Regions from separate parts of the Gasterosteus aculeatus genome. Here region 1 is linked to region 2. Evidence: chromatin contacts called from public Hi-C data. All regions are on one chromosome and are shown on one strand. Each heading gives the region's core, a stretch centred on a gene start, on an enhancer-like site or on the middle of the called end of the contact. The rest is flanking DNA. Distances are from core to core; before and after follow the strand shown.

The links. A called contact is a pair of places that touch in the nucleus more often than the background predicts.
Region 1: a contact with region 2 is called in a Hi-C map of liver, with 4 times the contacts expected there. The contact joins the promoter of txnrd2.2 here to the promoter of dgcr8 in region 2. A contact is called at or near these places in 4 of 6 Hi-C or Micro-C datasets (liver, skeletal muscle, tail fin and 1 more).

What each region holds. Positions count from the first base shown.
Region 1 is chr13:17,491,357-17,498,043 of fGasAcu3.hap1.1, forward strand. txnrd2.2 (thioredoxin reductase 2, tandem duplicate 2) reads left to right here and starts at 4,877. Exons shown (of 17, transcript XM_040196595.2): 1 at 4,877-5,011; 2 at 5,396-5,461; 3 at 5,564-5,620; 4 at 5,732-5,876; 5 at 6,161-6,235. The coding sequence starts at 4,936. It overlaps arvcfb (ARVCF delta catenin family member b), which reads left to right. Exons shown (of 18, transcript XM_078087584.1): 18 at 1,406-4,313.
Region 2 is chr13:17,322,035-17,329,562 of fGasAcu3.hap1.1, forward strand. It overlaps dgcr8 (DGCR8 microprocessor complex subunit), which reads right to left and starts at 2,921. Exons shown (of 14, transcript XM_040196581.2): 1 at 2,752-2,921; 2 at 1,413-2,352; 3 at 464-629; 4 at 1-129. The coding sequence starts at 2,075. It overlaps tango2 (transport and golgi organization 2 homolog (Drosophila)), which reads right to left. Exons shown (of 10, transcript XM_040196610.2): 7 at 6,139-6,206; 8 at 5,867-6,017; 9 at 5,028-5,132; 10 at 3,865-4,686. The coding sequence ends at 4,566.

The sequences.
Region 1 (6,687 bases), core at 3,627-6,126, 170 kb after region 2:
CTTTTCAAACTTCTCTAAAACCAGAAGAAAGATTAAAAGAGTTTTAAAAAGGGCTAATTTCACAAACAAAGTGTGCATCCACTATACATTATTTGCGTGGAAGCTGGTCAGTCACAGTATTTATGATCATGGAGGCGGTTACAAAATGAAAAACTAAATTTTTGTTGTTGACAGATGATGATCCTCAGCTGTGGGGCAACAGTTTGTTACACAAGTAACAATGAAATACATCTAAATCACAGTATTAAACCTGGACATATTTAATTTGAGGTTTGACTGGATACAACCAACACGACCCGGTGACTTTTACAAAGCAGCGGGCTGATCTGGGTGAGCTTCGGCGGTTTTCATCCTTCCTCTACCAGCACTCTTCATCTCTTCTCCCTCCTCCTCCTCCTCCTCCTACACCGGAGGCCTCTCATCAGATCTCACTGTCTTGCTCATCGACATCTTCCAATCTCAGCCGGCGGCCATCGGTTCAATGCTTTCTTATCCATCCATTGCATTATCATGGGAAACCGGTTACTGTGATTTGTGGTGTTCATTGCAATTTCATCGCTTAAGTTGTATAAAAAACTGGTTTATAGGTAATATTGAGATTTAACCATCAGGTAAGTCATCATCACCTCATTGATTTGTTTTGCTGTGTTGCCGCCATTTGATGCTGACACGACTCGGGTGGTTTCTGACTGTGATGCAATTTGTCAAGTACTGTGATGTTGCCAGCTCACTGTCTCACTGTCTGTCATTAAAGCCCTATTGGAGAGTTTCATATCAAATTTGCATCCATTGATGGTAAGATGTGGTTCCTGCTCCAAAAAAAGACGATATTTCAGATTAATTGTTTCAGGAAAAGACCAGGACCAACAATGACTTGATCTTAAGAGTCGTCTGTGTAGCCATCTCTCGTTCCTCTGTGCCATCGAGCATTAGGAATGTGTGGTAACAACTGCAACAAATGAACTACTTATGTTTGAGAAACATTTTAAATATATTGTGGATGATTTGAGATTCAGATTTAGATGTTACAAGGTAACAATGTCACCAATCCAAATACAGCGTACACCCCACCTCAGCCCAAATGTAATCTGCATCACCCTCGTCACTGCACTGTAAAGCTGGGTTTCAAACTCCATTCATTTATTTTGGCCATTTGGAGCTCGCTGAGAAACAAGTGGTAAAAAAAAACCTTGTGACGTCACAGTACGTCCTATTGATTTGAAGTCATGTTCCTGAAACTGTCAAATGTAAATCCAATGATAATAAAAATCATTAATAAAAAAGCATGGAATGGACATAATTTGTCACGATGGATGTCTTTATTGTTTCAAAACTCTCCATAAGTTGTAATTCAAGCTGCACGTGTGGTTGATCTAACAGTTTCTCTCTTGTTGTCGTGCTCCAGGCTTAAAGTAAAGACGCCCCAGCTAGAGAAGGATCTCTCATATCATCACTGCCATTTGAAGTGGAGCTCATCTTTGGAGTTGGACTTTGTACAGAAAAGAGGATTTAAAGAGAAACCTATGACGAGGACAGCAACTACCCAGCAGCAGTCAAGATTTTCATGCTTTTCAGAAAAAGTAAAAAAAAAAAAAAAAGTGACTATTCCTAATACTTTCTCAAATCTACATTCCCACTGGACTTCATGTGAATTTTACCGTGTTGAGCTCTGCCGGTGACCAGGAGCAGATGAAGGGCCGGTGCAGGTGAAGGACTGGACAGGGGAAGGGCGAAAAACGTGAGGCGGAGGAAATCAATAGAAAAGGAATGTGTGTTAGAAGGAAATTTGGGGGAAGCTTGAATGGATGGTTTCTGCATTTCAGTTTTCACATCTGGATGTGAAACACACCTCTGGATTTTGTACGTTTTGCAGGACTTTTCTGCTAGTTTGTTGTCAGGCTTTGTTAGTTTGATATGAACAGGTGATGTTTGAAGGTCACAGAATGTTGTTTGCACATTGGTGGGATGGACACGAGAAAGTAAAATAAGAGGAGAAGAACTGTACTATAGCGGATAAACACACACACGCAGCCGTCTGCTCTTGTAGACTCACAATGCTTTTGGTCTTTGTTTTTTTTTAAGTGCATTGAGATGCTTAAAAAAAAGAAGAAAAAAAAGTTGATTGACAGGTGATGTTCATTTATGAAGTGAGGATTCTTCATGTTGTGGCTCGAAAAGAAAGCAAAGTGACATAGTGTGAACATCACAACGAGTGACCGTTCACAGTGCATCGGTTTAAGCTACAATGGAAATCAAGCGTTTCTGTTCCATCGTGGTCGTCATGGTGACCCTCACTCACTGAGCTGTGGTTACTTACGACCACTCGTATTGTGTAGCGATGCAGTTTCATGAGTTTCCTGGGTGGTTGCTCTTTGTCAATGATGTGTATTAAAGAGGATATAAGGCATTTTGTGGATAAATGATTCTTGTTTCGGAATAGAGAGGTGGACGTTTTTCGTAGATCTAAAAGCAGTTTTTATTTTTGTTGGATTTTATAAAAATGTATATTGGGTTCAAAAGGCAGAAAAAAAAGAAAAAAAAAATGGAGGAGAAAAAAACCCAACAAAAATGACAGACGTCTTAGTTGTATATTAATATCACATTGTTTGCAAAGCACATCTCATTTGATAAAGGCTCACCGTGTTTGTAAACAAGAAATAACCACGTAACTTAAATGTGTGTCAAATATTGTTGAGTCACGCCGAAGATCACCTATTTATATTTTGTATTTGTCCAAAAGAATTCACAGAAAAAAGTTTATTTGCAGTGTTCTTTCAAGAGGCCATGAGTTACACGTTGTCAGACAGCCCCTGAATCTTTGAACAAGGAACTCTGGAGAGGTCAGAGGTCACACTAATGACATAATAAGGAGACTGCAGTGTTAATAAAAGTTATTCCTTAAAAGTTATTTTTTCTTTTCAATGCATTTATGCCAAGTTACCGGCAACCCCGAACTCTCCTTCACCGGCGCATCTTTAAAAATATTACGTCGTAAGCATGAAGAACTGTACAGATGTTTATATTCTATTGTTTCCAAGTGCCAGTTTTTTGTGGTGTCATTTGGATATTAACTAATTCAATTAATGTGCAAGAAGAGCGTACGGGAGGGCGAGTGGATCTGGATGTTTAAGGCAAAACAAACGAGTTACATCGCCACTGTACAAAAAACAGAACATCATGTTTGGTCACATAGAATATATTTTTACAACGCGTCGGGGTCGGCAGATGAGATGGCAGAGAAATACAAAATCGTAATGACGTTTTTCTCTTTCTCGGTGAGACTTCGCACTAAGTCCAGTGAACCTAATCTCCTTTCCGCCTCTGTCTTTCGGAGCAACGGAAATAGAATCCAATTCAAGTTGGCGTCACTCATGCGTCATCAAGGCGAATGGCATGTGCCTGCATTGAAGTCTGATTTTTTTTTTCTTTGTGACGTATGTGACTTTATGAAGCTTGCATATTTTACACAGTGTTTACAAAGATGTATGTTGTGGTAAAAATCAATAAACTACAAAAAAACTTAGTGTATAGATTTTAATTTCAAAGGTTTAAAAAAAAAAAAAAAAGTGATGACACCCGACATCCCCTTTGTGTGTCCTCAGAAGTGTGTGCTTTCATTTGGACAGCCCTGAACCCCGGCGACTCTTCACTGCACCTCACAGTTCCACAACCAAAGGATTTCCAGTAGTATTTACATGCATTCATAAAGGGGGGGTCGGGGGGTGGTCGGTTTTTGCGGGAAATGCGGGACACGGACAGACATCGAGTCACACAGACGTACCTGTGTAGATAGAACTGATTCCAGAAGGTCAAAGTAAAGTAACTGTACTACTCGGTAGCAGATGTGTTTGTACCTTTCATGTGCCTTAATCTTTTCCATGATAGATAAAGATAAGTGTGTTTTATATAACTTCATTCCTCCCTTTCATCTGTCCATTCTGTCTGTTCACACCCCCCCCCGCCCCCCTCCTCCCTTTTGCTTTCACTCAAGTCACTCATTCGGTCATCCTGCACCCCCTTTGTCTCCCCCCTCGCCACCCACAACCCCTGGTAGGATAGACTGTTGGTGGGTTTCTGCATTGTATTACATTTATTATAAACTTTTAAACAGACAGTCATTCAAACAATGATTTTAATTTCCTAGAGGAGTGAAGTTCTTAATGCTTTGGTAGCGAGCAGAAGCGATGCCACAGTGAGAATGTATTGTGTTAATTTTACTAATACCCAAATCACACTTGTTAAACATAACGGAAAATACCAGCTTGTAGAGTATACATTTGGTGTGTTTTCAATAAATCATGCCTGGAATGATATTTTTTTAATGGCTCTGCGTCTGTTTATTTTGTATTTTGTTTTTATTTCAGTATAGTTGTAACAGCAGCCTCTGCAGGCAGCAATGCTCATATCAACCATTACAGGATAGTTAGGGTCAGTTGATCCAAATAACAATATTTATATTTGCATTTATATGCAAGTACTTTTTCAAAAGAGTGCTGATGAAAATTGTTGGAAAAGTGGATTTTCCAAATGTAATGTAGTAGTAGTGTGGAACAACGAATGAAATGAACAAACGAAAAACCTGTAGAAAGTAAGTGAGGAACCAATGATCTTATATTAAAGTATTTTGGCCATTGACCTTTGTACATTTTCTATAAATTATTCAAATTGGAAATATGATGATAAGGTTAGGCTACTTGCAGACTGCACTAACATTGTGTAAGCACACATCAGTAAATTGCATACAACCGTGAAATTATTCCATTAAATTGAATGAGATTCAAACTTTTTATCTAACGTGATCACCGTTCACCGTTAATATTTTACAGAATAACAGTTATAATGGCTTTAAGTTTAATTCCCCCGTTGACTGATGGACCCATATCTTATCAGGCAATATACCAGCCAGCACAAACGGGGTCCTTTCATAACAACAACATGGCCGCTCTCTGCAGGGGCAGACACCGGTGGAAAAGGACTAACTGTTTGCATGTTCTGACCAGAAACCTGAGCGGTAACAATGTTTTGTTTAAAACTGTATTTTGTATAGATATGGAGGAAACGAATCGGGTGCGTGTTAATAATTACATTTGTCTCTGTCGTCACACAACTAAGTTACAAACCTGCAGAGCTGATGTAACTGAGGTAACTCTGTTTAACCACCCTGCGGATCTGCCGGTTATTTTATCCCCGTTAACTTAACAGTTAATTATTATCACCCGGTGTCCTCCACCTATCTCTACTCCAATAAGTCGGCTACATTTAAACACTCCGAACTCCCTTTTTCACAACCGTAGAGCTCACAGGTCAGCCGGAGGAGCATGACGTCGCCCTGTAGTGAATGCACGTTAATATGACGTCACATGCCGTTAATTATTTCTCCAATATGCTCGTGCAGGGATCTACGACTACGACCTGGTTGTTATTGGTGGCGGTTCAGGAGGCCTAGCTTGTTCAAAAGAAGGTGAGTTTTTGAGTATCTATGCTTTGCACGCAGATGTGTAATATTAATCAATTGAAAATATATATTTTCAACAACATACTAACAATATATCTGTATGTACAGCAGCACGGTTGGGACAGAAAGTGGCTGTCCTGGATTATGTGGAGCCATCCGTTAAAGGTGAAGTATTTTTTTCTTAAACTGCTGTGCCAGATAATTACACACATGACAGTTGTTTGATTTAAAGACCGTATTTGCCACTTAACACTTTAACTGTTTTTTTTCAAACAGGTACCAAGTGGGGTCTTGGTGGTACGTGTGTGAATGTTGGCTGCATTCCCAAGAAGCTCATGCACCAGGCTGCTCTCCTTGGCACCGCAGTCAAAGATGCCAGGAAGTATGGATGGCAGATCTCAGGGCCCATCTGCCACGACTGGTGGGTCAATCCACTTTTTTTAATTATAAATTTAAAGGGAAAGTTACCCTGATCAATTGGATAGATTGCTAAATATTAAGACTAGCTAAACAGCACCATCTGGCGACGTTTTTGCAGTAGGACAGCGATTCAATAGGTGAACGTGAGTCAAGATGAATGCTTAAAACGCGAGGACCTGTAAAGATTTTTTCTAATTAACCCAAGATAACTACATGTGACCACCGGCACCGAATGAAGCATCTTTTCAGGTCAGTTTATAGCGTAAGCTGGGATGTGTTTTGCAGGGCCACCATGGCCGAGGCCATTCAAAACCACGTCAGGTCTCTGAACTGGGGTCACAGAGTTCAGCTGCAGGACAAGTAAGTGACACCAGCTCTGCTCGCTCACTCATTCTCCAGGATAAACCAATTTATTATTTGTGTTTTTCTTTATTTTCGATCCCTTGTATGGCGCGAGCTCTTTTGGCACACGGATGAAGGATGATCGTCAGCCAGTAGATGGTGATTGAGTGACTGGCTCGAGGGCAAACAGGTGTTAACCTCTGTGTTTAGCCCACAATGTTTTCATTCCAGTGAGACAATTAGCTTCAACTCCACAAATTTAGTAATGCTCCTAATAATGTTTTCCTTTACTTTTAATAAACAATATCCCTTGGGAGAACAGCAGAGATGCGTTGTTAACCACAATGCATAGCAGTAATCGTATATGTGTATTCATTGCAAATGTAACAATAAATGAGCACATATGTTAACAAAATGTCCCATTTTTAATTGTTAATGACTGTTAGATTTTTCTTGCAATCAGTAAAGTT
Region 2 (7,528 bases), core at 1,671-4,170:
TCCCAAGGAAGTAGGGTCGAGACCAAGTCACGACCCTGGTCTCTCTGTGCAGGTAGACAGGAATACCCGAGTTATGGAATGTCATGATCCATCCGTCAGGTAGAGGCTCGGTGGGTGGACGCCCACGACCTGGCATGGGGGGTGGGAGAGGGGGGATGTAAATGCAGCAAATAGTTACTACAAAATCCCCTTTTGAGGAAACTTTTCTAATAATGATGATACTTCGAGGCATACTTGTGTGACAAAACGTCAGGAGATTTTAATTTGGAATTCATGTTAAGAACTATTTTAATCCATCGTTGGGTTTATGGTTTGAATTTTCGGTACGGAGTCAAGTCAAACAAATGATTTTAATCCGGGATGAAACCAGTGTTAATATTAACAATATTAAATTGCATCTCTTAGTGCTAAAACCACGTTTCACAATTCCCAGCTCGAATACACAATTGGATCCACCACTCACTCTTCAAGACAGTCTTAATTTTGGTCATCATGGGCTGAACGCCTCCCTCCTCCCCATCTGACGGATGGTCGCTGTCCCCGCCGTATTTGTCCTCGGATGGACGCATCTTTTTGGGGACTGGCATGCCCTCCTCGAGCAGAGCATCAACATCATTGTCAAACTCCTCCTGGAAGAGTGGATGGTTAAGGCCGGGAGAAAAGGATGGGTCACCAGTGTAAGAGCTTAGTCGGATGTGACGCCAGAAGATGAACCATTGGAGAAAATAAAAACAGGCAGTACGACCGAACTGAAGAAAAACCTCATCATTGGCACTTTGGGGCTTAACAGTTGAGGACTGAATTTAGAAACGGATTATATTGAACCTACATATAAAACCTTTATTAGAAATGAAATTACAAATGGGAGCAGCTTTAATCTATCCTTTTTATTACAATTTCATCAGAAAAAACAGCATTTAATGTGAGACTTAAAAAAATGGCACTAACCTCTTTCAGCACCTCACTTGAAATTTTCAGTAATACAAAGCAAAGAACACAAATCAACATTTCTATAAAGGTCCCCTGCTTGATTTGATCCAGAGTACTTCACTAACGCCTCCTGGGGCAGGAAAGGTCGTGTTGCAATATTAAACCAAGAAACTCAACATTCATTATTCCCCGTTCCAGCTGCCCACTATAGTAGAGATAGTGGCTCCGAACAATCCCAGCACCAGTAAAGAAATGCCACCAACTATTCTTATTCTAGGCCTCCTTGTTTTTGTTTTCTCCATATCAGGTATGCCATCTCATCAGTATCATTAACACAATGAAACAGAATAATGCTTTTCTCTTGTTAGGACTGTTACGGGCCGTAGTAGTAGGCTGGCATCATTCCTATTGGACAGTTAGGGACAAAATGGGCGTGTTCCTGAAACTGAAAAAGGTTACTGCGGACACAAGAACGGACTCACCTCATAGGAGAAAGCCACGGCCTCCTCGTCTGCTTGCTCCTGCTGAACTATGACCTCAGACTTAAAGCCACCCAGCTCTGCGTCGTCATTATCCAGGAAGTTGTCGTAGAGGTCATCCAACTCATCCAGGACAGCAAATTCTACCTTATTCTCCAGGTCTACCTCTGCCTCTTCAGCTCTTCTGCCCGCTATGTCGTTTCCCTCGGGTGCCTCCAGCTCGCTAGCGGAGTCATGCAACTCACCATTCACGCTCTCTAAGCCATCGCCACTTCCTCCCTCCTGCCCCTCGCCCGTGTACAAAACCTTCCGGTCTTTGCTATTGCTGCTATCAGTGAAGCTTACACGGATCTTAACATCTCTGAGCAGCTTGAGGTCTGGTAGGAACCCGGCGAGTTGGGGAGCGTGGCGGGCCGTCCTGGGGCACGGCGGGATGGGATTAGCCTCATCCGAGAGGTCGCTATGGAAGGTTATAGAGGGCTGCTGTGGGTGGGCTTCCCCGTCCCCTGGGGTGTATGTGTATCCATCACCACCAGAGCTAACGTCCATTACCTCTGCGTCACTGGACGTTTGCAGGGGAGGTGGTGGAGGTGCTATGCCCTCATCACGGCCAAAATCAACAGGTGGCTCCAAGGGGAGAGGGGGTAGCACATCATCTACTTCCATTTCCTCTGTATAGCGAACTATAATTTATACAAACTGATAACTTATTCTAGATTCAGACCTGTTTGGAGACTCTGCCTATCTGAAGCCAGAATGCATGCAGAAGCACATCCCTTAATAGACCACGTACCAGAGGTGAAAATGCTAAGCTGACTACATTGTTCTTTTCATTAATGTAGACAGCTTTCAGAATCACTGTCTCAATTATTGGAAATCACAATGCATTCAGCTTAATATGGGATCTAGGCACTGATCATCCTCCAATGGTGTCTTCTGGAAGCTAGAAAAAAAAAATACCAGAGATGTCAGCTTTAGGAATAACGTCATCAGCGTAATTAGCGCTGTATAATATTAAGCATAGTCTACTAACGGGTGTTACTACAGTGGAGCTTGAATAATACAATAATAACGTGGAATGGTGGTTAGATATTTGGCTGATATTTACATAAATATATGACCTTAGATAATCTTCAAATGACAAGCAAATTAACCTCAAAATAAAAAGGTGAGGGACCTCGTTCTAGCGCATCTGCAACGGCACATTGGGCCCCTGGTAACGTTAACGTCTAACGTTATGCTAATGTTAGCAAGCGATCATAAGGCTGTACCGTTACAGACATGGACGGCTGCAAAAACCGGCGAGCAATTCTGACAGCGGCTTTAATGCATAAATACTCACCGATAAATATGACACAAAGGTATTCGTGCACCAAGCTACCTTTCTAAAGTATTACACACTCAACGCGGCGCCACACTGACTCAACTGCCACACCGCCATCTTGAAGAAAAACACAGCGGCAAACCAACTCAAGTCCCGCCTCCCGGTACCGGCCTTTTTATGAATGATCGATAAGCCGGCCAATCACAACGGCCTTCATCGACATGTTCTTGTGTCATTCAGCCAGAGCCGTAAAAAGTAAGAGTCGCGTAAGCGGAAGTTCATACCGCTCGACTTCCGAGATTGCTGTAGACTTTCTCTGTGAAGGGGATTGTGAATACATCTTGGTTTTTCTTTTATGTTGTCACCGTCAGTGTTTGTGGTTGTATAGTAATGTTTTAATAAACCAATAAGGTACAAGAGGCTGTACTTTATTGTCAGTAATGTTACAGTTCCAGGGTGTTGTTAGGTCCAGTGCATAGCGTAGCAATATTAACTGTTTTGGGGCAGACTACATAAGCATTATGTGCATTGCAATATCTAACCATGCCAGTTGGGGTCACTGTTTACCAACAGTTGTAGACCAGTGTGCTAGCTATTGAGGTTAAAACCTTTTATTTAAAAAACAATAATTGAATAGTGGGCATGTTGTGTTCGTTGATTTTCATCAATTTATATTAAGTTAATCAACATTGATTGACTTTTCATAGAAATGAAAAATATATTATAACAGCATTGCTGTGGACCAGTCCCATGGCTAAACAAGGGCTCAAAATGTGACAGTAGATCGTAACAAAAGTCAAGTCATATAAACTATAATTACTGTTTTGGTGGGAATATTCCTCTTCAAATCACTTGGTCCAGGAAGAATGGAGTGATACTGTCACTACTGGTTATGTTTCTCTGTCACTTAGTAAGTGAATATTTTCCCCTTTGAATCAGCATCCTAACATCACTATGAGCAACGTGTAAATAAATGGCAGAAAGAAAGCATGTACGATACAAACGGTAGGAGTAAGAACCAGTGATCTTATTTGATATAAATAAAAAGCAGTAAATTGGGTGTTAAATCACAAAAGGGCTCCTTACAGGGCAATCGTTTCAACAATTAACAAATAGAAGACCAAGGGGGAGTGCTTTGTACATTTTTTATCAAACAGCTGTAAAATTTTATTTATTTCGTTATCTTTTCTTACCCGGGAAGTGATCAGCGATCCATTGCCTTTTAACGGTTTGCATTGAACTATGGGAAAATGTGTTGCAACCAACACTGACGCCATTCTTGTGCAGTGTTGGGGCAGAACAAATTACCTGCATGATGGTACTCCAACATTTAAAAAGCACCGATTAATCTATAATTCTTAGTCGATTTAAATTATATCATACGTTCTCTGAATATACTGATACGGTTTCGTATATTGTAAAAATGAAAAAAAATTCAAATTGTAGTCCTGAAACTATTTAATAATAAATAATCTTGTGCACGACTGCAGTGATTACATATCAAAGCAGGTCACCAGCAGTCTGCTATGCATTAGTCTTTAGAAGCCACCCAATCCTGCGGTTTCGTTAAAATATTTTCATTTACAACATTTTAACTGTTCTTTGGCAATCTTAAATTAGCAAACATTTTCATAAGATGCATTTCAGATCAAAAGTAAGAAACACATATCACTGATGTCAATGAGGCAGCAAGTATCAACTAGCTCAAGAAAAGTGCATACGGATCTTCATCTTCACATGATTGCTACGGTGCAGCTTGAGGAGGAAGGTGGTGGCCGGCGGAAGCAAAGGTGGCGTAGAAAGGCACCGAGTGGGTTTCCTCCATCATGTCTTCACACCTGCAGTTTGAACTGGAAAGAACTGGTGCTCCACTTGCCCGGGTCCCCATCGAGCATGGTGCGCTCTGTGAAGGTCACATTACCTTCTGCGTCTATCAGGATGATTGTGTTGGTCCTGAATGGGAGAGGGGCACGGGGACATAAGCAAACAAACAAAAGACATTTAAAAAATGAGAAGAAAACCCCCAGAGAAAGACGCGCAAAGGGCAGGAGTAACACTGTGGACCACTACGAGGAATAAACAGTCACAACACCGGTGTACAAAGTTAGCCGGCGGTAGAAGGCAGAGACCGTCCGACCTTCTGGCCACAGGACAGCTCTCGACATCCCAGTGCAAGCAATCCCCCCCCCACCCCCCCTTCTTTACACTGGGGATTTATGTGGACCCGTGTTCTCTCAGGTGAAGACAAGCAGGGGAGAGAGCAGAGAGATTTAGCCGGAGAGGACGACACTGACCTTGTGCCATAATGAGGGCTGCGAACAAACACCGCCGACTGAGCCTGGAGCTGCGGCTTGCTGTAAGCGTTACCTTGGCTCTCCTGAATGGGATCAGGTGTGTTCCTGTTAAACAAACCCACAATACACCTCCTTGAGAAGCCTTACAGATTAAGCATCCATGCAGTTTCACGGCGGCAATCAAACGTCTTTATTGATCTGCTTTTTTTTTTGTCTGTATAGAACATGTTGGTTTGAAAACGTTGTCCACACTCACAGCTCTTCTGAAAATATCTCTGGCAAAATCAGGTCATGCAGTTCAGTCACGAAAACCTTTTAAACACTTTCTCCCTCATCACAACAGCTAAAAGACAGTTTGGGAGTTGAAGTAATAAATGTTAAGCATCTTAAATATGACCTTATCTTTTTTGACAAAAGCTACAATTAGATATTTGAAACTCAAACAACTTTTGTAGCACTTGAAAATGACTTTACTACTATTACAACTTCCTGGTGTCTTGGTTGGTTTCCTGAAAATCTCATGGTGATAAAACCTCAGCTTTTCCCACAATATTGTCATTCAGGATCACTATGAAGATGTTCTCATGTAACTTTTAGCCAGAGCGTCCAATTAAAATGTTTCCCTCCGTCTGTACACGATGAATGAATCATTCTACGCCACATCACCTTGCTTGCTAATATTTTGCAACGTTCACTATAAACATCATCAGCCAAAGCCTTTATATCGATAGAAAGCCGATGTATGCCTACAGGATGGTATCCAGACTAAAATAAAAGAAACCTTCCATGGTGTGTGACGCGACAGCGAGGGAACATCCAGGTAGGGGGTCACCACTCACAGCTCTTCGTTATTGAGGACGTTGAGCAGCTCTTGCACCAGGCCATCGCAGGACAGGGACTGGTCGCTGACCACGCTGCTGAAGTGACTCTTGCCTTGCAGCACTTTACGCCACGGAGAGTCCAGCAGCGAGTTACTCAAGCCATAGATTCCTGCTGGAGATGTACAATAATTAGCTTTGGAGACCTTGAGGCAGAAACCGAATGAACAGAGATGAATAGGCCATAGGGCGAGGGGAACAGTTTCTACAGCAACCAGAGTAAAAACACAGACCTGGTTTCAGATGGATGGGTTCGGGTCTGCCTCTGTTTCCATAGTAACACATAAAGTCTTGTTTGGCTCTACATGGGACACAGTAAGATGGAAAATCACAGGTTGCATTTGGTGATGAATAAAGTTTCCATGTGTAATTATGAGGGCTGTGTCAGAGTAACCAGGCTTCTCTGCTCTTTAAATAACACAATTATAGAAAATGTATCTACTTTGGAGTATGTGTTACAAAATAGATACTCCACATACATGCATACTATCTTATTGATATATTTATGTAATCAAGTTGTACGATGGAGATATAATTACCATTGATATAATGATATTATTCTATTAGGGATTGTGAACGTGTCTGATTCTCCACTAAATAGAACCTGGTTATTAAAAAACAAGGCACGCAGCTGATGGAAACCAAGCACAGAGCAAATCTGATGAAGCATCATGCGAAATGCGTGGTTTGCTCCATCCTTTTAATGTAATCACTTCATGAAATAGTGCCTTTCATGGTGCATGAGGAACACTGGAACTTTAACTCTTTTTTTTGTTAACAGTGACAATGATGTACTCTCAAGGGAAGCCTGTAAACAGAGTGCTCAGGGTGAAAGAGATATAAACAGAGCACCTCCAATTGTTTATAGTCCAGGAATAAAAAGGAATTTTGGAGACGGATTAATTTGTAGAGGCAATAAAAATGGGGAAATACCTAATGGCATAGAAAATCGTAAATTCATCCTGGAAGGAACAACTGGTTAATATGAGTGCTGCAAGAATACAAATCAGTGCTACAAACAACTATGAGTACCACAAAACCATTTAGTTATGGTGTTAGATCTCTTAGCAAAGTCCTCAGAGGGAAACCTTTTCAGTCTGGAAAATCTGTCTGGCGCAAATCAGTGTGGCGAAACACCACTTCAACATCGGACATAAAAAGTTTCCCCAGTCGAGAGGAAAAGAATTTGCAGCTCGGGTCGTAGCTCTGCCGCAAACTTTTTAAAAACGCAGATCGGCCTTGGGTGTCTACTGTAGGTCAACACGGGAAGAACATTTTTACCTGTAAACCCATTAGCGAGGACTTTGCGATACACATGCCTGCGTTTAACATGTAGGCAGTGACTGTAGAAATTAAAAGAAGATACATCATCTGACTGGTCAGTGCATTATAATTCATTCCTCAAAAAGCTGCCATGGAATGAAGAATGCACGTGAGAAAACGACACACACACACAGACACACACAGACACACACACACACACACACACACACAGACACACACACACCAAATGATAAGAGCTAAAGATGCTCGTCTACAAACAGTTACCCCGAGCAGAGGTTGTCCTCTGGTGTTTGCACAGGCACCATTTTGTCTTGTGTAAACTTCATGGAGCAGAAAGTC